Linked DNA regions of Gossypium hirsutum: regions 2, 3 and 4 are each linked to region 1. The links are chromatin contacts, called in public Hi-C maps. All regions are on one chromosome and are shown on one strand. The core of a region is the stretch at or near the end of the contact, and the rest is flanking DNA. Distances in the headings are between cores, read along the strand shown. Region 1 holds the start of LOC107952877 (elongation factor G-1, mitochondrial). Region 2 has its middle 31 kb from the start of LOC107952764. Region 3 holds the start of LOC107955253 (actin-depolymerizing factor). Region 4 holds the start of LOC107952163 (probable plastid-lipid-associated protein 11, chloroplastic).

Region 1 (3,409 bases), core at 266-2,765:
GTAAATCCACTGAAAGGCCATCAGCCCATAACATCCATATTCAAATTTCAGAAGCAAGCATGGACTCTGAATATTTGATGGGCATCAAGTCAAAGTGAAGGCAGGCATGCTATTTTCCCTGCCATTTTTTAAATGCAAAAGGGACACTAGATGGGCAGCATCAAATACACTTTCTATCAGTAGAAAAAAAGAATTAAATAAATCACCAGTCCCCGAACAGACCTCAAGATCAGCAGGGGAAATAGGCTCATCACTTAGAAATGCTTCAGCTAGTTTATCATCCACTTCAGAAACCACTTCTATTAGTTCACGTCTCTTTTCTGCAACTATGGCTTCCATATCTGCTGGTATCTCCTCAGTCACAATTTTTTCTCTGCAATAGTTATTATATGACCAAAAAGAAATAACAGGAAATGAAAAGGCTGTCACACGAAGAAAAATTAAGTGAACCAGAGAGATCGAAACAAACCCGCTGGAACCATGAAAATAATAAGCTTTTAGCTGCACAAGGTCGATAAGTCCCTTAAAGTTTTCTTCCAAACCAATTGGAACTTGCACAGCCGCAGTATGATGCCGAAGCTTAGACCTTGCCTGACACCAGGCACAGAAACGATCAGCATGCCACTATTAAATGTGTGAAGTTCAATAACATCAATTCAGTTACATGAATGTACCTGGTTGAGAACTTTCCATGGATCAGCTCCCATTCGATCGAGCTTGTTAATAAATGCGAGTCTTGGCACCTCGTATCTTCTCATTTGCCGATCAACAGTAATTGACTGACTTTGTACACCACCAACGCTACACAAAACCAAAATGGCACCGTCAAGAACACGCAGCGCCCTCTCGACTTCAATCGTAAAATCAACGTGACCAGGCGTATCGATTATATTAATCTGAAACAGCAGATGGAAAATTTGCACGTCATAATAAGTAACACAAAGAGTCAAATTAGGTCAAATTCAAAATACCATACGAACCTGGTAATCTTTCCAGGTGCAATACGTGGCAGCAGATTGGATAGTAATTCCTTTCTCTCTTTCTAAATCCATGGAATCCATCTTTGCTCCGACGCCGTCTTTCCCGCGAACCTCGTGGATCTCGTGGATCCGGCCGGTGTAATAGAGAACCCGCTCTGTCAGTGTGGTCTTTCCGGAGTCGATGTGAGCGGAGATTCCGATGTTTCGGAGTCGTTCCATGGACTCTTTCCACCATGGTTCTTTGTCGTCCTTTGCTCGCGCGACGTTGCCAGCAGCGAAATGACGGACCTCGAAGTTCCCGCGTAGGAGGGCGGCCGTCGGGGAGGGGGAAGAGTAGGGCGCCGCTTTGGTGGAGTACAAGGTGTAAAGGAGGCGCGGGACTGCGGATCTTTGGAATCGCGCCATGGTGGAATATGGATAGTGCTGCTTGGTGCGGGTAAAACCCTAAACCCAAGATAAGGGGCTTTTACTTTCCCGTTCGGGTTCTGAAAAGGGGCGGGTTAGGATCAGGAACAATTCGGATTCATTTTCTCCGGTGGTCGGTTAATTTGGATATTCGTCCAGGCCTATTTGGTGACTTCATTTGCTTTCGATAAGCCCATTAGTTCCTGTTCTAAATATGTAGTTGGGCCCTAAAGCAATCCAAAAAGAGACCAACAAACCATAGCACAAGGGTCCCAACCTCATATCTCAACCATACCACTGAGGTCATGTTTTGAAGCCAATGCCTAAATATAGGCGGTAGCCAATATCATGGCATGTCTCTATTGAAGAAAGAATTCTTGATATCATTTACTTATGCAACAACCAAAAAATAATCAGCACATAAAAGAGCTCCACAACATACACCAAATCTAGCAACCAAAGGTAGTGCCCTTTCCTTCGTTGGGTAACAGATAGATACAAACTCAAGCTATTACTAGTTAGGAGGTCGTCTCTCCTTATCTTCCATCATGTCTTTAATGACAATGTTTGAATTGGTCCCTAAAGTATAGTGATAAAGTCCATCCTCCATTTTAATCTCCATAACCATATGTCTTAGCAGTTATGTAATGATTCAAAAGTCAGTGGTGTCGAAAAGTGAGGTTTTGGAACCCCGTTTTCATAAATCGTACTCGTAAATTTTTTTTATTAAATATTTATGGAGTTGTGTTAGAAGTGAATTGAATTTGGGTTAGGTAATTTTTATCGAATTACTGCTAAATTAAGGTATAGGGACTAAGTCATAAAAATGTCAATTTTATTTGTTAATGAATTAATAAGTAGAACTTGGTTGAGGGATTTTTATAGCAATTAAACCACTATTATAGTGGTACTGGACGGTAATGTACTTTGTAATAGAAGAAAATGTGATAAAATTTTACTAAATTAATTTAATAATAAAACATAATAATAAACAAGTTAGGGGGAAAAGTAGGTAAAAAAAACATTTCATCCATTTTCATGCAAAAATCGAATCGGGGAGAAAGAAAAATAGGAGACCAATGACCAAGGGTTTCAAAGTTTAAAGCTTCAATTAGTATGTTCAATTTAGTTTTTTTCTTGTAATTTTTATATTTTCGGAATCCTGATAATTTAAGTTAGCTGACCCATGTCGTATTTTCGATACTATTAAAGATTGAGGATGTTACCATTGTTGAATAGTTGAAGTTTTTGGTGTTAATTTGATAGAATTTAAATTTAGAGTTGAAAAATGACTAAATTGTAAAGTAAATTGATGATTTTGTGCAATAGGGACTAAAGTGCATAACTTTAAAAATTAGTGGTAAAAATGAGAAATAAAAGGTCCTAGAAGTACTATAGTCCCAATCTTAGGGACTAAATTGAATAAAATGCATATTTTTCATAAATTTACAATTGAGTATGAATTTGTTTGTATATTGATGAACTAGTATATTTGTGTTAATGCATAGCTAACATCGACTTGGATTTCTCAAAAAAGAAATGAAAAGACAAAGTCGTTGATGAATAGCTCGGAGCTTACGGTTTGTATTTCTATAACTCAAACCTTTTTCAATTGTTGCATTTACGAACTACGCTGCACAGTAATAACATAAGGTAACCTGGAAATGATAAAACGAGCTAAATAAATCGATCTGAATTAATAGTTGGTGATAAGGACTAAATTGAATAGTTTTAAAATATGATATAATGTTATAATTATGCAATTGAATTCAATTGTTATGAGTTATACTTTCACACATGCAAATTGATGATTGGTTGATGATTATGTTGTGGACTTGAGAAATTGATTATTATAAATTGAGATGAAAAAGGATATTAAAATTTGATGATTCAATGAATGCGAAATGGTAGTGTAATGCTACATATTAGTAATTTTGTTAATTTTGTTAATAGAAGCTATGAAGAAGTGGAAATTTACATGTTAATTTGCATATCATCCATTACTTCTAACTCGTGCATTTGAA
Region 2 (3,409 bases), core at 398-2,897, 920 kb before region 1:
CAGCTTAACTCTTGAAAAAGTGAGAATTTTAAAAGAAATTCTCTAAGCCACCGAAACTTCACAAAAGCAAACATATAAGCGAAAAGAAAATGGCACAAGAAAGATTGCACACAATGTGTTTGAGTAAATGGTCTCAAAGTATTTAACAACTATTCAATGAGATGATTACAAGTGAGGGAAAAAGTCTCTATTTATAGTTGAGCCCTATTAGGTCCAATGATACAATTTAAATTGCATTAATGAGTTAGATTAAAGTCTATCTACAAGATAAGAGTCTTAAGGAATTTGAACGCTACAAAATTTTATCCTTAGGATTATAATATTTATCCTAGTAATTCTAAATTAGTCGAGTGTTTCACTAGGTCACCATGCTTCAAGTAAATGGTTTTTCCTCTATGCTCCACTAATCGAGTCAGTTCAAATAGATTAAATGAGTCTAATTTAATCAGTTATTCTCGTTGAGCGATTCTGTGTACTTTGGTCACAAACTTTGATCTGAATACATGACATTTTGAGGCTCTTTTCTTGCATAAGTTATTGGCTTTTATTAGGTTTTTGTTTTGTAAAAAATTTAAGCCTCGTAAGTTCGTTCTTACTAAATGAATGAAATATCTCTTTGCTAACGTAATATTGCTACAATTTCTAGTGAAATTAGTCATTAATTTTCCACTAGCAATAAGAAAACAAATACTTTGTCAATGGTATTATCTTTTAGAATATGTTAATATATGTTAATGTCAATATATGGATATTTGGAAGATTGCACATGTATGCTAGTATCAAAAAAACATGAATGCAGTAATAAATTAAAGCCGATAAACTTAGAAGTGGTAATTTGAATATATGATTAAAACATTTCATAAGTCTTTAATTTGTTGAATTTACTCTCTACTTTTATTTTTTAAAAAATTAATTTTTTTATTTTTAAATTTTAAAATTCAAGTTGAATTATAAATATTGTTAATTTTATTTTGTTAAATTTATTAATGTGATATTTTATAATAAAAAAATACTCACTTGATAATCATATAATGTTGTAGTAAACTAAAATTTAACAAAATATTTTTAACAGTGATATGAAAAATAAAGGGACTCAATTTCTAAAAAATAAAAATATAAGAACTAAATTTTAAATTTACGAAAAGTAAATGATCTTATGGCATATTTTAACTTAAAAATTATTATCATGGCGATAAGATTAAAAAATGCCATAAATGGATTTAAAAAGTTGTCATGTATGTTTTATTTATTAATTTTATGTAATTTAAGAATGTTTGACTGTGAGGATTTTTAAAAAAAAAATTCATAAAAAAGTTATGTACAAAACTAAATGAGTTTTGATTGAAACGTTAAAATTGAGTTTTTTTTTTCAAATATTGGTGTTTTATATTTGAGTATTTGTAAATTTATTTTGGATTTAAATTTTCTGTAAAATTTATATAAATATATAAAAAATAAAAACTTTGTTTCCTTTTGAATAAAATTATTTTTCAATTGAATTGATATCTGAAAAAAAAAATTTAAATTAATATAAATAGATGAATACATTAAAAAGTGTATCAAATTAAGTAAGGCGCATGATGGGCTGTTTATTATGAAGTATTGGGTTTAAGGCTCTATCCTCTCACGCAAATTTCTGGCTTCAACTACCCATTTATTTGTGGGCTTCATAGCTTCCCATATTGGAACAGATGGGCTACATCGTTCTCGCCTGGGCATCGTTTTTAAACCAAAACTTTGGAATTTTATTTAAACAATGTTTAAATGAGAAATAAAATCTAAATACAAACTTGTACTATGTATACCTATTGATCCACAAGTGTGTATTTACAGTTTCAGTAAATAACATAATTATTATTAAATTGTTACTTAGCCTATATCAAAGTCAATAGTTCACAAAAAAAATATTGAAAATTAAAGATTTCCAAAACTATGTTAATGACAATAAGTCACCTACTATTACATCTTCTCAATATAAAGTCTATAGTCAAAAAAGGGTTAGTAAAGGTAGAAGGGTAAGGTAATACTAAATCATTATGGTTGAATAAGACCTTGGTTTGACCACCCAATTCTGTCTCTCTTTTAATTTCTCCTTATAAAAAATGGATGATGGATTTAATTTTCATCAACATAGACTAGTATTTTGTAGAACCCTGTGCTCGTGATGTGCAGCAGCTTTGACTGCTATTTGCAATCTTTTACCACATGACATGAACACAAACGCATGTTGATAAAGACTTTAAATCAGTAAAAGCTGAGCTATATACATCACCTCAAATTAGATTTAGTTTCACCAGAAAGTTTGTGCGGTAGATACTTAACATCTCCTGATAAAAGATTGCCATTACAATTATATCTGTCTTAATCAACTTCTTACATCCAAGTTGGTAACAAAATAAAGAGGCAATTGGGGGTGTCTTTTTAATTCGTTTGAAGGGGCAAAAGAGCAAGTCGGTAGCCTAACTTTCACAGTTCAAAGTCCATTGCGTAATGAGTAGGCGTGATTTACCGGTGGCAGTGAACATTCAGACACAACCCCCTTCTTCATCTCTCGCTGTGGAAATTAATAAGAAAAACAAAATGGGAACTCATTGTTGTGCTGAGCTTTTCAAAGTTTCAAAGGAAGTAAGGAACCCCACTAAACCGACCATTTCGACCCACTACTGCTTTAGTGCATTGCAACCTTTTTTCACCATGAAATTTGTCATTTTGAAAAAGTGTGTATATTCTTATTTACAGCAACAGTTGTTTTTGAAAGAAAGAGAAAATTGGTATTGGCCTGCCATTGGTGGTCAAGCAACTTAGAAAATTGAACAACTTTGGAATTCTCAGACTTGTTACAAGGATTACTAGGCTGCTGGGCCCTTTGGTTAATGAACAAGAGGAAAATGACAAGATGAGCCACAAGAAAGTCAGCTGTCAATGGAATGATCTTCCTTGTATCATTGGTATAGTGAAGTCAAATTTCCAATCAATTTCAAGAGTAGAGTGGTATCTAGTTATCTTCAGCCGACGTATTGATAGGAGACATGGAGAAAAATTACGAAAAGCAAGCGGTAAAGGGACGGAAAGTTACAAAGATGACTCTCAAGAGTTGGCTATGAAATGTAACCTAACGTGCGGGAAAAGTTATATGCTATTTGCCTTTCTTTATCTCCATAATTTGTTATTGGAAGTGAAGGGTATATTTCTCGGAACACATTTGAATTGTTTTCAAATGATATTCAAAAAAGATCTCGAGGCCAAGCGTGTAGAGACACACATCAGCATAACTTACTATGCACGGCCACAGGTGCCTGCTGCATCGTGCCTTTGCTTGATCCAGGTTTAATGGATTTCATGGGACCATATGGGAATATGGAAGTGAATTCAAATGACAAAACAAAAGCAGCATTTTTTGGGTCAAATT
Region 3 (3,409 bases), core at 545-3,044, 690 kb after region 1:
ACATTAGGTAGGGAAGCAAAGAGAACATTTGTGAGACATGCCAAATTGCCAATATATGTGAATGGTAAAGAATCTGAATTCATGGCAACAAAGTTACTTTTAGCCTAGAGCTTCAGATCAGCTTTTTACCAGATTCTGGTTATTCAAGGACTAAATATACACTAACTTGTATGCGAAAATGATCCTGCACCTAGCTTTATGAAGGAAGGAGTAACGCAGAGTTGGGTAATCTCTTCAAATGGAACAGCTAAAACTGCAAACTGTTCAATGAGCACGATCCCTCACCACTTCAAGATCCATCTCTGTAGGGTCAGTAGCCTGAATCTCGTAATGGATACCGTCCAGTTCCCTTCTAAGCCTGTCTTTTGATGTGGCATAAAGCATCTTTGCACGGATTCGAGAGGATGAAGGGCACCTGATCAACAAAACACAATTGTTAAGTAAGAAGAACATCCCATCGGCAACTTTGTCAATATGAAAACAACAATAATGACGTCATGTAAGTAAATGACACAAAATAGGACCATTTGTTATCCTTGGTGAAACCATAGGCTAGAAAGAGTAGGTTTCCAAGTAAAGTAAAAAACTTAAGTAAAATCAGATGTCCGCTTATGGTCATTTATTCAAGTCTATAAATAAACCATGGGTCAAATACTATCAGTATTTTATGTCCTTTCTTGCTGCAGGCCAAACACTTAAATAAAACTTTATCTGTTCTTTATGGCACATTAAAGAACAAAAAAAGGGTAACAAATAGCATACAGACATATCCACTTAAACATCAGAACAATCTGAAACATAAGCTCCATGAAAGTAAGAATAAAACAACAGCGCAGTCACTAACAAGGAGCTTTGCACTAACAAGGAGCTTTGCACTAACAAGTAATTAATAGTGTCAAATTTGTTATACTGCAATAATAGTCAAACCAAAGGCAAAAATCTACCATGCAATGAAGAAAATCTTGCTCTTTTGACAATTCTCAGAAGTAACAAAATCAAAGTCGTAGACGGCATATCGGCAATCAGTTTCAGGCAGAGATGCAGCGAAGTCATCATAGGTCTCAGCAGGGGCACCAGTTTTCTCAACCACAACCTCCCTTTTCTTCTCATCGATCCTATATTTCACATACCGATAAACTTTCTTCCTTTTCAGCTCCAAGAAAGTATCCTTGGTCTGATCAGCAACGCCGATGCCTGATGTAGCATTTGGCTGGAAATACAAGCATCAACCTTATACATTTATTTTATTGGTAAAGGTGGAATCAGAGTTTTCATATTTTTCAAGAGATGATAAAAAATGGGTCGACATGTTTATTAATTTTGGAGCATCGATTGGAACATGAGAAGTAATTCAAAGTTTTACAGAAAACCAAACAACATATACAACATGCAATAGCAGAAAGTCACCTTAACAGATACAATAAATTGATATCAACATAAGAAATAGCAGATTAAACATTTTTTTTTAACATCTCAAAAGGAAATAAAACAATAAAGAAGTCATGACAGAGTGAGATATACCCGACTGAATCCCCTAAACGACATTGAAGCAGAAAGAAGTAAAGCAAACGGAACAAAGAACAGAGAGAAAAGGAAAATAAAGAACAGCCCTAGGTTAAGTAACAAGAGCCCCAGAGGCGATAACAGAGGCGGAGACTAATGAAAGAGAGCTATGGCGCTTATATTGTTAATAAAACTACAAGGAAATGAAGTTCAGAATAAACAAAATATGCGTCATATATGATATTTTTTTCACACCATAATATATATCCACTACTTTATAAAAATAAAATGGAGATCTAATGCCACCTTTGGCTTCTTTCTTTTATTTTTATTAAAAAGAAAATTCTTTCTAATTCTAATTATTTAGTTAATAAAAGTTTATATGTTTTTTAAACATGACTAACCAACAAAAAACTAATGGTATTGTTTGCTGCTTCCAATATTATATTAAATTCTAAATACAAAGAAGTTATATAGATAAACAACAGAATCTTATTTTATTCTCTACTCTTAAAGATTATAATAAATTGTAAATTGAGTGTTAAATGTAAAATGATATAAATTTAAGTGTACTGAAATGGATTATTTTTTTATTAATAAATTAAGAAGAAATTATGTATACTTAATATTATATAAAAAATAGATATAATCGAAACTTATAATAAAATTATTAAATAATGTTATGATAAATTTAGAAATTAAATGTAAAATATTAATTACTGAAATGAAAAATGAATAAATAAGAAATAATGAACATGACAAAGGAATCTTCCGAAAACAAAACATAGAAAACGGTGGGGTAGCCTTGCTGGGGGCGGTGCGTAAGATTAACGCCTGCAATTTGCATGCTTCATTATTGCTCTGGCCTTTTGGAGAAACTGTCAAATTACAAAAGGGCATCTCAAGAAAAAGAGTCCCCGTTTCCAAAGGACTTAAGTCACATTTAGCAAATAAAGATACCCATTTTCTCTTTTTGGTATTTAATTTTTTTAATTTAATATTTAAAGTATTAATTTTTCTATTTTCGATATATTTTGTAACAAAAGTTAAATAAAATTTATTAGGCAACTTTGGTAATAGAAAAACATCTCCTGGCATGTTTTAATCAATGAACAAAATGTTATATAGCAATTAAATTTATTTAAAATAAAAAATTTTAAATTTAAATTAAAAATTAAATATTTAAATATTAAAAAATAATTTTGATTTTGACCAACTTTTAAACAAAGTTGACCAACTGCTGATCCACAGTTAACCATGCATTGACCAATCACATGGCACTATGAGAATATGACAAATGTCATTTTTTACTTTTTAAATACTATATATATTATATTGATTAAAATGTATAATAGATATAATGAAAAAAAGTTTAAAAATACTTTTTTTATAAAATTATAAAATTTAAAAAACTTAAAATTTAAAAATAATATATAAAAATTGAAAAATGTTATAAAAATGAAAAAAGTATTTAAGTTTCAAGTGATTGAAAAAAAAACTTGAAATTTAAATATTTTTTATAATTTTAGACTTAATATTTTAGAATTTTTATTTTTACTTTTTGAAAATACTTTTTTTACATTTTTTAAATAATATTATTAATCTCAAATAATTTCATTTCAATTATCATATTTTTCGTTAATTTTATTTTTATATTTTTTATAATTTTTATGTTTTTTTAGATTATATATATTCTAAATTTATAATATTTTTATTTTTATATTTTATATATACATTAATAAAATATTTTTTTTACTTTTGTGATTGATTATAATTTTTTGTTAATGGTTATAAAAAAATGAACTAAAAAAAAGACATACTTTAAGTGTCAAATAGGAAGTGAATGTACTTTAGGGATCAATTTAAATAAAAAATTTAAATTTCAAAATAAGAAAATAAATATATT
Region 4 (3,409 bases), core at 501-3,000, 550 kb before region 1:
AGGATTTTTTCTGCTTATTGGATTGTTAAATACACTTATCCTAAAAAGTGCATAGTTTATGCATGAAAGTTCATCAGTGGTGGAGAACTTATACTCTTGGTTTCGGCTGATTCTAGAATTCTTCTGTGTTAAACACATAAGTTATAGCTTTTCTTTCTTTTTTTAATAATAATCTAAAGGTAAGAATGAAATGTTGATGACAATAGAGAATTCACTGTTTCCTAAGGTATACTTGAGCTGTTTTAATTAGAGTGCTTTGGGTTGTGTGTTCAATGGGAATTGGTAATCCCCGGGAATTGAAAAGTATCTAAATTGCTGAAATGACTTTTCAAACAGCTTTTATCCAACAAACTGTTCATGCGGTGATGTATATATCCACTTCAAAAGTTTCTTGTTCTTAATATACATCCTGGAATTACATTGACTTCTAGTTCCTATTTGATGAAACTTTAATGTACATTAGAATATCATTAGAAAATGTGTATTGCACAAATTATAGTGGATCATTTCCCTAGATCAACTTAAGCCCTTTAATCAAGCATCTATGAAATATATTTCATAAATTTATGCTTCCAGCGAAGTGCATCAGTAGCCGAAGACGAGCTGATCCGTGGCCGGACAAAACTCAGGTTTGTAATTTCAAATGAAGTACAGTGTAATGTTAACTTCTGCCTCTTGAGGCTAATTATTGCCATTGGACATATTCAATTTTGTTTCAGGCAAGCAGGCAAGCAGATCCGAAGTGTAATTCAGTCAGCTTATAAGATTGAAAGACAAGCAGCAGGTATTCAAGTACTCTCTCTCAATTAGGTTCATTGAATTATTTTCAGCATTTGTAAGGCTGAGAAAACTTCCTTATATTATGTCGCATCAGGACTAAAAGATACCCTTGGAGAACTTCCAAGCAGAGAGGCATCTCGGTTTCGATCGCAGGTATGTTCTTCGAATATTATGAATGGACTTGTTTTTTGAATATATATAAGTATATTGATTGTCATATAATGAAATGCATAGACCATAAACCTGGATGACTGCTGCTGTTTTCCTTGGAAGCATTGCTTATATGGAATAATTGATTTGCAGGTTTCCAGCCTTGCGTCTCAGGCAAAGCGAGAACGGAATGTTTTGACAAAGGAGGTTTCAAAAATTAGTAATCATGGAATTGCAGTTTGAGGCATCTCTTGTCCCTGCTATTTTGTTAAGTTCACATGTCACTGTTTTCATCACTAACACGATGTTTTGAGTGGATACATTTTGGGTGGAGGTTCTATCATTATATTCAAATTTTAATTGGAGCCTGATGTTTACACGTCGGGGAACATGTATAAAATAAACGAACTTCCTACATGAATTTTAGTATTCCATTTTTAAGGCCCTGGTTTCTGAACTTAGAAGGTCTCAAGGTTTGGTTTCAAGGCCTCATAGTTTGGTCCAATCTATGGAAATAGAATTGTAGTAATCCAGCACGAATAATTCATTAAACCTATGTCTGGGTTGTGAGAAAAATAAATTATAAATCACAAAGGGTAGCAAGTGATATATTATAGTTCTTTCAATTTTATCTTTTTCAAAAATAAATTTGAATTAAGTGTGTTGATTTTCATATGGTTATATTATTATTATTATTTAAAAATAAGTTAAGTATTTGGTATACTTGTAGTCTATTTTTGTAACTGTAAAATTGATAATTAAGATGAATATTAAATCTTAAATCAGCAGGAATACTTGATTAAAGAGAAGAAGGAAAAACACAACATTGTGTATTCAGCAAGTTTCGCGGCAAATCTTTTAATTAGCAAAATTTCACCATCGGCTCAAGTATGAGCTTCTCTTTGTAAAATGTTAAAACAGACAGATAAGTTCTAAGCTCACATGCTTTAGAAATTGGGATCAATCATTTTATAATGTTCGTTATTAAAATTTGAAAGGTGAAAGCAGGCAAGGACACAGAGCTATGAAGCCATTGTTAGCATGAAGCCGCCATGCCATCCTAGAACAATGTCAGGCAGGAGACAAGCAAGCAAGAAATCGGAAACAGTCCCTTCAATCCACGTATAGTATTCCTTGGCTACTGGTGTCGATCCCTACCAATCATAAACAGCTATTTTGGGTTGGCCCAGAAAATTGAAATTGGGATATTGGACGCCATTGATTACAGTTTTATCCCCCAAAGTCCCACTGTGTTTGAACCACAGATTTCAATTTTTTTTTTTTAATCAGTTGGTGCTGGCGCGAAGAAATAGAGAAACCCAAGCACCATGTCACTCGCGGCTCTCACTCTATCGTCTCCTCTTACTGTCTCCACTACCACCAAACAAAAACCACGGCCTCCTCACTATCCTAGACCTAAAATCACATGCTCCTCCCTCACCACCCAATCAGCCAAACAACACCTCCTCAATCTCATCTCCGACCAGGAGCGGGGTCTCAAAACCCAAAACGACACTAACAAACGCGATTCAATAATCAAAGCCATTGATGCCATGGCCGTTCTGGGCCGCAATACTGTCACCACAGGCGACTCCCTATCCGCCACGTGGCGGCTTCTATGGACTACGGAGAAAGAGCAGCTCTTCATTATAGAGAAAGCTTACCTCTTCGGTACTCAAGCCGGCGACGTTTTGCAGGTCATAGATGTCGACAACAAGACCCTCAATAACGTTATTACCTTTCCACCCGACGGAGTTTTCTTCGTTCGGTCCAGCATTGAAATTGCGTCGTCTCAGAGAGTGAATTTCAAGTAATTACTTCTTCTTCAGCAAAACCTACTTTTCCTTCTTTTCCTCTCGCTTAACGACTGAATAAAATTGTATTTTGAATTTCTAGGTTTACGAGTGCGGTTCTCAGGGGAAAAAACTGGGAGTTCCCGTTGCCTCCATTTGGGCAGGGTTGGTGAGCACTTGTATCTTTTTTATATATATTATTGACTGTAATAATTCTCATTTATTTTGCAGTAATACATAATTTTAGGTCTTGATTTACATTAGGAACTCTGGGTTCCAAGCTTAGCATTTGACAATAAGGTCCACTCCTCCTTGATGCCTTTTCTTAAGTTGCAATTCTATAAAAACATGTTTAATACTGATAGTAAATATTTCCTTGTGTTTGATGGCAATTTCTTATGGATACGGTTTCCTGTTCTTTTTGAGAAAGCCGAGAAGTGTTTTTCTGATTGTAAGATTCTGTATAGGTTTGAAACTGTTTACCTTGATGATGAGATACGAGTTGTGAAGGATATCAGGGATGATTATTTAGTTGTCGAGCGTGCACCATACAACTGGAAAGAATAAAGTGGATGAACCTTGCCTCTCTTTGTAATCAAATGTGAGCTTTCTAACCCTTTATCTAATTGAAACTTAGTTATTTCTTCCTTCTGTTTGACTTGATTTGAGGTTTGTTAGAGGCCATT

The links. A called contact is a pair of places that touch in the nucleus more often than the background predicts.
Region 2: a contact with region 1 is called in a Hi-C map of leaf, with 3 times the contacts expected there. The contact joins the enhancer-like site here to the promoter of LOC107952877 in region 1. A contact is called at or near these places in 3 of 34 Hi-C or Micro-C datasets (callus and leaf).
Region 3: a contact with region 1 is called in a Hi-C map of hypocotyl, with 7 times the contacts expected there. The contact joins the promoter of LOC107955253 here to the promoter of LOC107952877 in region 1. A contact is called at or near these places in 3 of 34 Hi-C or Micro-C datasets (hypocotyl and leaf).
Region 4: a Hi-C map of leaf shows a contact between it and region 1, with 3 times the contacts expected there. The contact joins the promoter of LOC107952163 here to the promoter of LOC107952877 in region 1. A contact is called at or near these places in 16 of 34 Hi-C or Micro-C datasets (fibers, hypocotyl, leaf and 2 more).

Annotation. Positions count from the first base shown.
Region 1 is chrA07:37,398,284-37,401,692 of Gossypium_hirsutum_v2.1, forward strand. It overlaps LOC107952877 (elongation factor G-1, mitochondrial), which reads right to left and starts at 1,516. Exons shown (of 20, transcript XM_041118157.1): 1 at 981-1,516; 2 at 675-896; 3 at 470-591; 4 at 223-373. The coding sequence starts at 1,385.
Region 2 is chrA07:36,479,469-36,482,877 of Gossypium_hirsutum_v2.1, forward strand. No RefSeq gene overlaps it. Among protein-coding and RNA genes, the nearest start is that of LOC107952764, 31 kb to the left of the region's middle. Within about 2 kb of position 1,648, at least 3 of the 9 cell types and tissues checked have an H3K27ac peak or open chromatin away from gene starts, as enhancers often do. A contact at or near this core is called in leaf, where this site is marked.
Region 3 is chrA07:38,091,930-38,095,338 of Gossypium_hirsutum_v2.1, forward strand. It overlaps LOC107955253 (actin-depolymerizing factor), which reads right to left and starts at 1,795. Exons shown (of 3, transcript XM_016890996.2): 1 at 1,522-1,795; 2 at 945-1,210; 3 at 55-415. The coding sequence starts at 1,545. The coding sequence ends at 265.
Region 4 is chrA07:36,843,139-36,846,547 of Gossypium_hirsutum_v2.1, forward strand. It overlaps LOC107952163 (probable plastid-lipid-associated protein 11, chloroplastic), which reads left to right and starts at 1,751. Exons shown (of 5, transcript XR_005930053.1): 1 at 1,751-2,740; 2 at 2,827-2,892; 3 at 3,191-3,324. LOC107952162 reads left to right here. Exons shown (of 9, transcript XM_016887443.2): 6 at 577-629; 7 at 720-784; 8 at 875-933; 9 at 1,084-1,347. The coding sequence ends at 1,173.